Regions from separate parts of the Mus musculus genome. Here all the other regions are linked to region 1. The links are chromatin contacts, called in public ChIA-PET maps. All regions are on one chromosome and are shown on one strand. Each heading gives the region's core, a stretch centred on a gene start, on an enhancer-like site or on the middle of the called end of the contact. The rest is flanking DNA. Distances are from core to core; before and after follow the strand shown. Region 1 has its middle 120 kb from the start of Gadd45g. Region 2 overlaps Sema4d (sema domain, immunoglobulin domain (Ig), transmembrane domain (TM) and short cytoplasmic domain, (semaphorin) 4D). Region 3 overlaps Sema4d (sema domain, immunoglobulin domain (Ig), transmembrane domain (TM) and short cytoplasmic domain, (semaphorin) 4D).

Region 1 (3,537 bases), core at 933-3,432:
GTGTCAGCAGGCGCTTGCCCTCAGTTAGCTTTTCGGTCAACATGGAACATTGGTGTTTTGCAGCTTCCCCCTGGGAGCTGCCCCGGCAAAGGGCAGAGCTAGCTGGGCGGGCCTGTGAGCCCTGCCTCTCCTTGCTGGGCAGCTGCTCAAGGCTTATGCTTCTGTCTGGTGGAATCAGCAACTGTGCTGGGTGATGAGCGACTCTCCTTAGTAACTGACAGAACCATCCAAGCCCCATTCGGCTCCTTCAAGCAGTTGAGGTGTTTGATGGCTTCTTGGTCTAAGAGGATTTCAGCATGGGCCTTTGAAGGCGTGGGTCTCTGGAACTCCATGACCCGGAGCAGAGAATTTCCTCCCCTCACACCCTGCAGGATCAGTGGGTACTGGTTCTGGTTCAAGGACTTGTGTGAGAGATTATGACACACAGATCCATCCCCCAGACACACGTTGTCACATCTGCTGTTAGCAGCCTGGACTCAGTGAGCTCTTCTCCTGCTCCTCATCCCAGGAAGATGTCTCCACGTCAGGGGCTCAAGGCTCTCAATGGCTCCTCGCTCCAGATGATTAATGTCCACAGCTGCTGAACGCTGCTGGCTTTCTCATTGGTTCTTGTCTGACCCTGGGCTCACCTCTCCTCACACCATTGCTTCGGCTTTCTGGTGACTCATGATGACACACTTGCATTCTCCCAAGAAAGCTGTTGTCTCCCCCTTCCCTCCTCTTTTTTTTTTTTTTTTTTTGACCAAGTGTCATGTCTTCCATGGCCACCCCTCTGAACTTTCCTTTGTCTCCCCTCAAGTTCCTGTCTGAGATGACTTTCTAGCTTTTTATTTTTTTTTTATTTTAAAATTCTTTAATTCTTTTTTTACAGTCCAGTCTTCATCCCTCTCCCGGTTTGCCCCCTGACTGCTTCCTATCCCATCCCCCCTCTCCCCACCCCCCTCCCCATCTCCAAGAGGATGTTCCCACCCCCACTCCTCACCACACCATGCCTCTCCACTCCCTGGGTCCACTCCCTGGGGCCTCAATTCTCTCGAGGGTTAGGTGCATCTTCTTTGACTGAACCCAAACCAGGCAGTCCTCTGCTGTATATGTGCTGGGGGTGGGGACTGGGGGCTCATATCATCTGGTGTATGCTGCCTGGTTGGTGGGGCTCAGTGTCTGAGAGATCTTGGTGGTCTAGGTCAGTTGAGACTGCTGGTCTTCCCATGGGGTCACCCTCGTCCTCATCTTCCTCCAGCTTTCCCCCAATTCAACCACAGGGGTCCCTGCCTTCCATCCACTGGCTAGGTGCTAGTATCTGCATCTGACTCTTTCAGCTGTTCGTTGGGCCTTTCGGAGGGCAGCCATGCTAGGCTCCTGTCTGCAAGCACACCACAACATCAGTAACAGTCTCAGGGGTCTGAGCCTCCCCTTGAGCTGGATCCCAATTTGGGCCTGTCACTGGACCTCCTGTCTCTCAGGCTCTTCTCTACTTTTTGTACCCTCAGACAGGAACAACTCTGGGTCAGAGCTTTGGATGCTGATCTTATAGCCATTCCTCCAGCAGGCCAGTCACACAGAGCAGCCACTCAGTGCAATGCCCCAAGCTTTGTGACTAATTGTAGTCACACCCGGGCCACAGAGAGGATGGTGTCCTCCCCCGACCCCAGCCCCTAAGAGCTCCCAGAGTAGAGTCCCTTTGCTTCTAGGCCTGTTTGTGGCCTACACAGTGAGCAGAAGAAGGTGCTGATCTGAGCACACTGTAACTTGGTCTCTCTACTCTCACTAGAACTTGGTGTTTGGCTTGCCTCAGTTTCCTGGCCTTCTCTTCCTCCACAGCTGCTCTGAGCGGCTCTGAGGAACTCCCAGGGTTTCCAGGAAACAGATTGTGGAGTATGAGAACTTTCTCTCCAGCGACGTAGGGCTGAAGGGTTCCCCTTCTGGGTGAGGGGTCGGGAAGCCATGTTGGGACAGGATTTCAGCCGCAGGAGAAAAGCTCTCCCCGGCTGCAACATCTTCCCTGCTTTTTCCTTTCTTCTTTCTCCATGCTCAGAGAAAGCTGATGAGGAAGAACTAGATTTTTCTGTCTTCATTTTTTTAAGGCTAGTACACACAGCGACGGTCCTCTCTGCAGTGCCAGCGTGCGCAGGTGGAGGAAGGGCTAGGGGCAGTGGAACAGGAAACAGGCAAGTGTACAAACAAAGCCTGCAGGGCCTGAGGAGAATTATGAAGAATGCCTCTTCCGGTGTGACTCAGCCGGTCTGGGGACCAGCCCGCCCGAACAATCAGAGCTGCACAAATCCCACCCTGGTCCTGCAAGCATTGTAAAGACAGCTTCATTTGGGGGAAGGGGTTGGGTTTTCTTTGAGGGTGGAACAAAACTCAGCACAGCCTGTCTGAGGCATCTGTGTGTCAGTTCCTGCTGTGTAGACAGGGAGCCAGTGTCCTCCCTGCATGCTCCCTGCAGACACTAGGGCCACACAGGGTAGCAGTGCCTGGCTTTCAGGGTCTAGCTTGGCTTGCTCAACGGGCAGATGAGCTCCACAGCAGGTGGAATGACCCTCTCTGCTGGAATCAGCCCTTTCGTGTAGAGAAAGGGCAGCTCTGAGAAAGGCTGTTACATAGACCTGCTCAGATGGTTTAGGTAGAAGTCAGTCTCCAGAACGTTCTTCTCTCTTGCTGAATCATTTCATGGGAATTTGTTTTCCAGATCATTCTACTGTCTTGGGGTACTTAGAACAAAGGGGATGATTTAGTGGCTTCCAAAGGCTGTTTCTCCTTCTTGGCTGTGGGCCACATTCTGTCTGCCTTTGCTGAGTTTGGCACCAGCTAGGGGGTGTGGATGCTGAGAGGTGACCTCCACTGGGGCCTTAGGTGGGGACATTGAGCTGACCCTGGGCAGCGATGGACTGGGGAAAGGATACCAGGTTACAGTGGGGTCTTTGTCAATGTCCCTCTGAGGGCCTGGTGAGAACCCAGTTGTCTGGGCTGCCACAGATTGCCACCTCTGAACTTGGAATCTGTCTGTGTTTGAAGGTCACGGGCAAGTGTAGTGTCTCTTTCTGTCTCTTCTTGGGGTCTTTCTAAGGATGCAAACAGACAGCACGAATGTTCAGCAAGCGCTCTACTGGAGGGGGAAGCCCAAGCCTGTCCTCTGTTTATGAAATGAAGACGCACGTTCAGTAGTTTCATTGTTCCTCAACAGCTCCATCCCTTTCTTCCAAAAATGGGGACATACTGGGAAATGGTGATATAGGATGTCAGCTTGGCAGGAACACAGATGACCAGGGGCTTCACAAACATCTGTAAAGGGAAGATAGCTTATTATTGTTAATTATCAATTTTAACGTTTTATTTTTTGTTTAATATTTTTGTTTTCTGAGTCAGGGTCTTTTGTTGCCCATGCTGGCCCTAAACTCACTAGCTGAGGCTAGCCTTCACCTTCCTTGTGCTAGGGTTATAGAAGTATACTACCATGACTGGTTTATAAGGTGTTGGGGATCAAACCCAGGGCCTCATGCATGTTAGGCAAACACTTTACTAACTGATCTGTAC
Region 2 (3,590 bases), core at 600-3,099, 200 kb before region 1:
CAAACAGACCCTGGGCACCAAACCTAAGGCTTCCCTCCATTCTTAGATCCCATAGTTCCCAAGCCACTCTTGGGACACTCCTGGGACATGTTCATTCCTATGCCACACCTAGCCCTTCTCTGCAATCTATGTTCTTCAGGACTCTCACCCTCCCACCGGTGTAACCCTGGGGATACCAGATCCTCATGGCCAAAGGGTGGACTGGCCTTTACATCCTCTGACCAAGTCTTCTTATTAAACCCCCATTTTTTAAATATATAGTTTTGTTGGGGGAAGATGACGCCCAGCCTCTCAAGCACACTAAGCAAGCCCTCTGCCACCAAGCTGAAAACTCAGAGCCTTGTTTTTTACTTGAACTTGTACAAATCAAAAAAATACTAGAGCCCTCAAAGGCATTATATAGCGACATGATCATACAACTAAGCAGAAGCAAGAATGATCCAAGCATATAAAATAGCCCATCACCATAGCAGACTGCCAGAATAAATCTCTAATAAGTTTTATCCACCATTAGAAGAGTACCACGTTGGTGGAAACTGTATCATAAGACACTAGGGTTCTGTAGCCAAAGGATTTTCTGAATGACAAGCTAATAACTGGACAAACTCCAGAAGGCTGTGCGTAGTAACAGCTCCTAACAACTCATTAAACTGATTTGGTGAGGACGGGAAGTTCTGGGGGGCTGCAATACTTCCCAAGCCAAAGAACACAGTACCAGAATGTCCCTGTACAGCATCCTATTATGTTATGTGAATTTCTTCTCCATAACAAAAAGCTATAGGAAGTCAAGGGACATTGGGATGGATTTCCTATGGACACAGGTCGGCTCTTCCCATGGGAGGGCAAGGGTTACCTTTCCACTGCCCTGGAACCATTTGTACATCCACAGAGGACAGTCAATGTTGATGTCCGTGGTATGTGACTTACGGATTGGCACACAGCCCGGAGCCCCTTGATCGAACACCAACTTAAAGGTTACTTATTCCAAAGTCTGAGACTAGAAGAAGGGAAGGGACACAATAGTGAGGTTAGGAAACGGGATGACTTGGGGGGAAACCATGAATGGAAGGAGAGTTGGGAGTTGTCCTGAATTTCTGGGGTTGGAGTGGGGCAGGAGAAAGAAGAGTGAGGAGCTAACCAGGCCCATGACAGCAAGAACCCAAGATCTGAGAATCTCAGCAGAGTCAATGATCTCTCGGTCTGAGCCTGACTTTTAAGAGTGCACCCATATAAACGTGGGACTCGCCAGCCCGTGGCACTGTGTCAGGGGCATGCACCAATGGGCCAGACATCTAAAGAGAACAGGAAGTTCAAAACCATTTCCTGACTCAGGGGCTGAGGAGATGGCTCAGTTGATAAGGCCTTGCAAACATGTGGACCTGAGCCTAAGCCCCCAGAACCCAGTAAAAAGCTGGAAACGTGATGTGTGCTTTTAATCCCAGCACTGGAAAGCCGGGAGACTCCTGGGGGACTCACAGCTGAATCAGCATGTTCCGGGCCAGCGGGAGATCTTTACAAAAATCAACTAGGAGGCATCTGAAGAATAAGTCAAGGCTATGATGTGGCCTCCATGTATGCAAATGCACTCATGTGTGCCTGCACACAAACATGCACATGATACACACACACACACACACACACACACACACACACACGTTCTACTTCAAACAAACAAACAAACTAGGAAAATCACCTGAGTTCATCTCACCGCAATGTGAGTTCATTTTCATTTCTGTCGATGTGGGTTCTCTTCAGGGCTGACAAAACACCTCTGCAAGCCTGGGGCAGGGACATGAACTGGAACTGCCTGGGGCCTTCATTTCCCGGAGCTACCACAAGGCAGCAGGAAGACCCTGGGTGTTGGCCTGACACTACACCTACAACAGCATCTGCTAGATGTGTGCACGTGCTCAGACACACCAGTACTCAAAGATCACATGAGCACGTGCACAGTTGCCCTCGCAGATGTGCAAGTACCCAGGAGCCCACCCAGTACCTCACTAGTACTCCACTGCTTAGAACACAGTGTGTGTGTGTGTGTGTGTGTGTGTGTGTGTGTGTGTGTGGTAGTAAGGTGTCAATCAACCTGGTAGCACCCGCCCTGCTCGAGAGCACCTCTGTTCAGCGTGCACTTCCTTAAGCCCTTTGCCACTGCCTTCCTCTGCAATCAGTACCCAGCATGCAATGCCTGTAAATACAGAGAGAATGAGAGCTGAGCATGAGCCCAAATGTGAAGCAGACTCGGCTGCAGAACCTTCTTGGGAGGATGCCACTCCCTTCCTAGCGCTCCCGTTACTATATAACCAGAGGTTTTTAAGTCCAAAGCTCCAGGGGGCAGACCCTAGAAGGGCCTTCGTTACTCTTTCACAAGCCACCAGAGCAGAAACTAAAATGTCACCAGCCCCCTGGAGGGAAGCTGATATTAACTTCCCAGCTCTCAGCCTCCAGATGAAGGTGAGCTGAGGTTCTCCTGGTTGCCGGGGCTGGAGTTTCCTTAAGCAGAGCCCCCGAGGGCACTCTTCTGGAACAGCACCATCTCTGCCTCTTCCTGGTACCAAGTGTGGATCTAAGCACGTGTTGCCCCCAGTACCACCCTGCTCTAACTGCCCAACACTCCAGAACCAAGATGATTCAGGGGGATCCCTCAGAGTCCAGAAAGACAAAGCACAGCATCTGATAGTTACAGATGATTCAGCATCCCTGGGGCTCCTGGTCCCTCCATGCCCACAACCCAGACTCATGTGGACCTCTGCACACATGGGTCCCATGTACATTCACAAGACGGAGCTCTGTGCATATGCAGTCTTTGCCCTTTGTCATTGTCCCTATTCCTTATATGCACTGACATGGCACATATATCATCTTGGAACTGTGAGGCACCTAGAGGTGGCTGGTGTATACAAGGATGCTCACCGCTGTGAACAAGCACCATACCCTTATGGAAAAAAGAAAGAAAGAAAGAAAGAAAGAAAGAAAGAAAGAAAGAAAGAAAGAAAGAAAGAAAGAAAGAAAGAAAGAAAGAAAGAAAGAAAGAAAGAACCAAAAACCTTGCATCTACGAATCCTGGCATCTGTGGTGAGGGTTCTAGAACCCATCCTATCCCCTTAGACACAGATGGACAACTGCACACACCCAAGCAACTCACCTGATGTCCTTTTTCAGCCCTTCAGTTTCTGTCTCAAGACACACAAAATGCAAGTGAATGTTCACGTGGAAGCCCAAAGTAATGTCTAGTCTCATCCTCAATCACTCTCACTGAGGCAAGGTCTCTAGATCAAGCCCAGAACGCATCAATACAGCAGTCTCCCTAACCACCTTGCTTTTAGGGATCCCACATCTCCACCTTCCATGAGTGGAACTATAGGCAAGTCACCATCTCATTGGGAGTTTACATCTGGGGTCCCAAACCCAGATTGCAAGAACTTTAGCCACAAACTCAGTCACCTCTTCAGTGTCTTGGTCATTGTTATTTTAACACAAAATGTCTGGATACAATATACCTAATTATATTCTGAGGCCAGTTTGACTCTGTCTCCGCAAACAAAAACAATGAATTACTTTATGAGAGGAGGAAAGACATGGTTCTTAGA
Region 3 (3,450 bases), core at 610-3,109, 240 kb before region 1:
GGGGGACACATCTCTCTCCAAAACAAATTTACACTCATTACCAATGATTTCCAGAGACAAGTGATGCTTTTTCGTACCTGCACCAGTTTAAGAACATGTTAACACAGGCAGGACATACACAATACTGGTCTTCTTAGACAGGGTCTCTCTCCGTGGCCCAGGCTGGCCTGGAACTCACGATCCTCCTGCATCAACTTCCTGAGTGTGGAGGTTCCTGCTGTGATGCTGAGCTCAGCATTCTGCCCCCTCCCCCATCAATGAACTTCATCTGAACTTGCCTACAAGTCAGCACCCGGAGTGTCCAGGTAGCTTCAGAGTTGGACATTCTCAGTGCACTTTGCTTCCCGGCTTCTGTCTTCACAAAGTTCCCTCCCTGGAATGTGGGACAGCCAGTGTGTCCCCATCCTGGAAATCGGGCCTGGAGACCTCTCTGAGGCTGAGCTAATCTCAACAGTGCAGCATAAGTACCTGGGATGTCGTCAGCATTAAGTAAGCCGTGAGCCACTGAGGTCACATACACCGTCCAACCTAAGCTTGGCGCTTGCTGTGGGGTCTCCTGGTCACACAGCATCCTTTGACATCCCAGCGGCTTAAGCCTGCCCTGACAGACCCCACAGAGCATCCAAAGCAGGGACCCCACACTCTCCAGAGCTGCTGCACCCACACTCACACTCACTCATGGCTCACACTCACTTACCTCCATGTTCCCAGGTGAGCCGAGGCACAGGTGCAAATGCCACCGCGGTTCTCAACACTACCACCAGGGCCAAGAACAGCCCCCTAACGGGGGCACACATCCTCATGGGCAGGGGCCACCGAGGCCTTCAGCAACGGGCACACATGGATGGCAGCAGGCTGCTGTGGGGTAGCAGCAAGGACCTCTTAGAGCCCCAGAGCTGGGGCCAGCAGCACAGACTGGAGCCCATAAGGGGTGGGGTTCCTGAGTCCCCACATGTCAGGTTAGCAATGGCCACCTTCACGACGTCATGCCAAGGCTGCCGGTGTTCCCGTCTGACCTGCAAAAGAAGGAAAGGACGAGACTATAGGTCCCAGCGGCTCCAGATGGTTCTCAGTCCCCTCCATCCCTTTCTACTGTCTATCCTGTCTGAACCTGCCTGCTGAGGGACATGGAAGGCATCCAGGATTTGTGGGGCTGCCAGACAGACAGATCCCACAGAGAGAAGACAACAAGGCTAAAACACACCAAGATGGATGGACCCACCAAGGTGGAAATAACTAGCTAGAGGGACAGCCAGGTGCTTGGTGACATGCCACAACTGAAAGGAACAGTACGGGTCTCAGTTTCCCTGGAGGGCTCACTTCCCAACTTCTGACATGCTAACCCAGGAATATTACCAGACATCAGAGGTTTGCGGTTACAGGGCACTCCCCTGGGAATACATGTAAGGGTGCACATGCATGGGTAGACACACAGAATGCACATAGCCATACACAAATGTGCACGAAAATGCACGCATGTGCTCACATACATACATACAGTATGTAAGCACACACTAACCTCCGTACCCATGAAGACATAGCCTCAGGGCCCCATTCTGCAGGAGTAGTGGGTCACATCAAAAGTCATAGCTAGCCCAGGAGGCAACCCGAGCTCTTCCTGCCTCACCAGGAAGCCGTTAATTACCATGGAAACACTAGCAATTAACTCTGATTTGTCCACAAACAAGAAACAGAAGACCAGGCTTTGCTGTCTGATGGACTTGTGGCCAGGTCCCTTGAGCCTCTGTCCCTGTCCTCACCTGCCCTAGCCAAGCCTGAGGCCCAGCACACACCAGGATCCCAGGATGCAGAGCTCAGCGCTGAGTCACTCACCAGCTGCCCTGATACACAGATCCGCCTCACCTTTGGGTGTGGTTACTAGAAGCTGAAGGGAGCACAACAGTCTCCAGATGTGAGCCCAATGCTGGCATGGCATCTACCCACTTGCCAGGCCTCCCCTGCCCCACCCTTCCTCCCACAGAGGGCAGGGCAGGCTCTTCCAGCATCTCTATTCAGTCCCTTAGTCTGTCCGGTACTAAAGGACAGACTGTCTGGTTTCTTTTTTTTTTTTTTTTAAAATAGAAAGTGCCCCCTCTCTTCTTTATCTTCCTCTCTCTTTTTTTTTTTTTATAATTTATTTATTGATTATATGTAAGTACACTGTAGCTGTCTTCAGACACCAGAAGAGGGCATCAGATCTCATTACGGATGGTTGTGAGCCACCATGTGGTTGCTGGGATTTGAACTCTGGACCTTCAGAAGAGCAGTCGGGTGCTCTTACCCACTGAGCCATCTCACCAGCCCCGACTGTCTGGTTTCTATCCCAATGGATTTAGAAGCTTCCTAAAGATAGCCCGAACCCCTCCTTCCTCCAAGGAGTGGGATATTCTAAGCCAGTTCAGCTCACCATTTTCCTTAACTATCGCTATAGCTCAAAAGGAGATACAGGTGACATGCAAAGAGGTGACTCCAATTATAGACAGCGGTTCTACAGAATAGGAGCCAGACGGACCCCTGTCCTACCCTAGAAATTCACAGCAGCCAAGCACAAGGGGTGACTCCTACCCTGATCCAACCAGAAAGCAGGAAGCCAAGAACTGAGGCAGTGACTGGGAAACAGACAGTGGTGAGTCCGACAATTATGAACTCTGCGTTTTGCTGAGCAAGTTCACAGTGCTGCGTCCTGTCGCGTAAGAGCCCATTCTCCTGCCACAGTGAGGAAGGGGGCTGTGGGTTGCTAGGGTCCAAGCCATGGTGACCAACTCCCTCCAACACTGAGCATTCACAGCTAAGGAAAGCCAGGACAGCAACACCACTCTGATCTCAAGCACCCTCTAGGTACAGAGGCACAGGTGGCACTGGTCTAAGCCCAGAAGATCCTGGGTGTTGCAGAAACTGGAGATGAGCAGAACAAGGGAGCTGTGACACGCAGGAGGCCCTCTGATTTGTTCCAGCTGCGAGGGTCAGGTAGCATGGGACATGGATATTTCTTTCCTCTTCACATCCCCCTGATGGAAGTAGATGTTGGTGTGAACAGAGAAGGCTGAACGCCTGCCAGGGTCGCCAGCCAAGGTCATGCAGGTCACATTCCTGCTTGAACATTTTTTATAAGAAAACATTCCTGGGCTGGAGAGATGGCTCAGCGGTTAAGAGCACTGACTGCTCTTCCGAAGGTCCTGAGTTCAAATCCCAGCAACCACATGGTGGCTCACAACCATCCCTAATGAGATCTGGCGCCCTCCTCTGGTGTGTCTGAAGACAGTACTTACATGTAATAAATAAATAGATTATTTAAAAAAAAAAAAAAAGAAAAGAAAACATTCCTTATCTCTATTGGTAGAATGTTTGCTTCACATGCGCAAAGCCCCAAAGTTCTATCCCCAGCCCTTCATAAACCTAGAATGTCAATGCACCACCAGGTGAAGGCAGAAGAAAGAGGAGTTCGGGGCT

The links. ChIA-PET counts read pairs in DNA pulled down with a chosen protein or histone mark.
Region 2: an RNA polymerase II ChIA-PET map of effector CD8 T cells shows a contact between it and region 1, with 39 read pairs. The contact joins two enhancer-like sites. A contact is called at or near these places in 1 of 484 Hi-C or Micro-C datasets (the G1E-ER4 cell line) and 3 of 115 datasets of contacts at active chromatin or transcription factors (effector CD8 T cells, memory CD8 T cells and pancreatic cancer cells).
Region 3: an RNA polymerase II ChIA-PET map of memory CD8 T cells shows a contact between it and region 1, with 6 read pairs. The contact joins two enhancer-like sites. A contact is called at or near these places in 2 of 484 Hi-C or Micro-C datasets (CD8 T cells and embryonic stem cells) and 2 of 115 datasets of contacts at active chromatin or transcription factors (effector CD8 T cells and memory CD8 T cells).

The regions. Positions count from the first base shown.
Region 1 is chr13:51,962,314-51,965,850 of GRCm38.p6, forward strand. No RefSeq gene overlaps it. Among named protein-coding and RNA genes, the nearest start is that of Gadd45g, 120 kb to the left of the region's middle. Within about 2 kb of position 2,183, at least 142 of the 459 cell types and tissues checked have an H3K27ac peak or open chromatin away from gene starts, as enhancers often do. A contact at or near this core is called in the G1E-ER4 cell line, effector CD8 T cells and memory CD8 T cells, where this site is marked.
Region 2 is chr13:51,766,367-51,769,956 of GRCm38.p6, forward strand. All of the region lies in intron 1 of Sema4d (sema domain, immunoglobulin domain (Ig), transmembrane domain (TM) and short cytoplasmic domain, (semaphorin) 4D), which reads right to left. It also overlaps Gm19281. Among named protein-coding and RNA genes, the nearest start is that of Sema4d, 26 kb to the right of the region's middle. Within about 2 kb of position 1,850, at least 78 of the 459 cell types and tissues checked have an H3K27ac peak or open chromatin away from gene starts, as enhancers often do. A contact at or near this core is called in the G1E-ER4 cell line, effector CD8 T cells and memory CD8 T cells, where this site is marked.
Region 3 is chr13:51,724,527-51,727,976 of GRCm38.p6, forward strand. Sema4d (sema domain, immunoglobulin domain (Ig), transmembrane domain (TM) and short cytoplasmic domain, (semaphorin) 4D) reads right to left here. Exons shown (of 16, transcript NM_013660.5): 3 at 698-1,016. The coding sequence starts at 803. Among named protein-coding and RNA genes, the nearest start is that of Sema4d, 67 kb to the right of the region's middle. Within about 2 kb of position 1,860, at least 43 of the 459 cell types and tissues checked have an H3K27ac peak or open chromatin away from gene starts, as enhancers often do. A contact at or near this core is called in memory CD8 T cells, where this site is marked.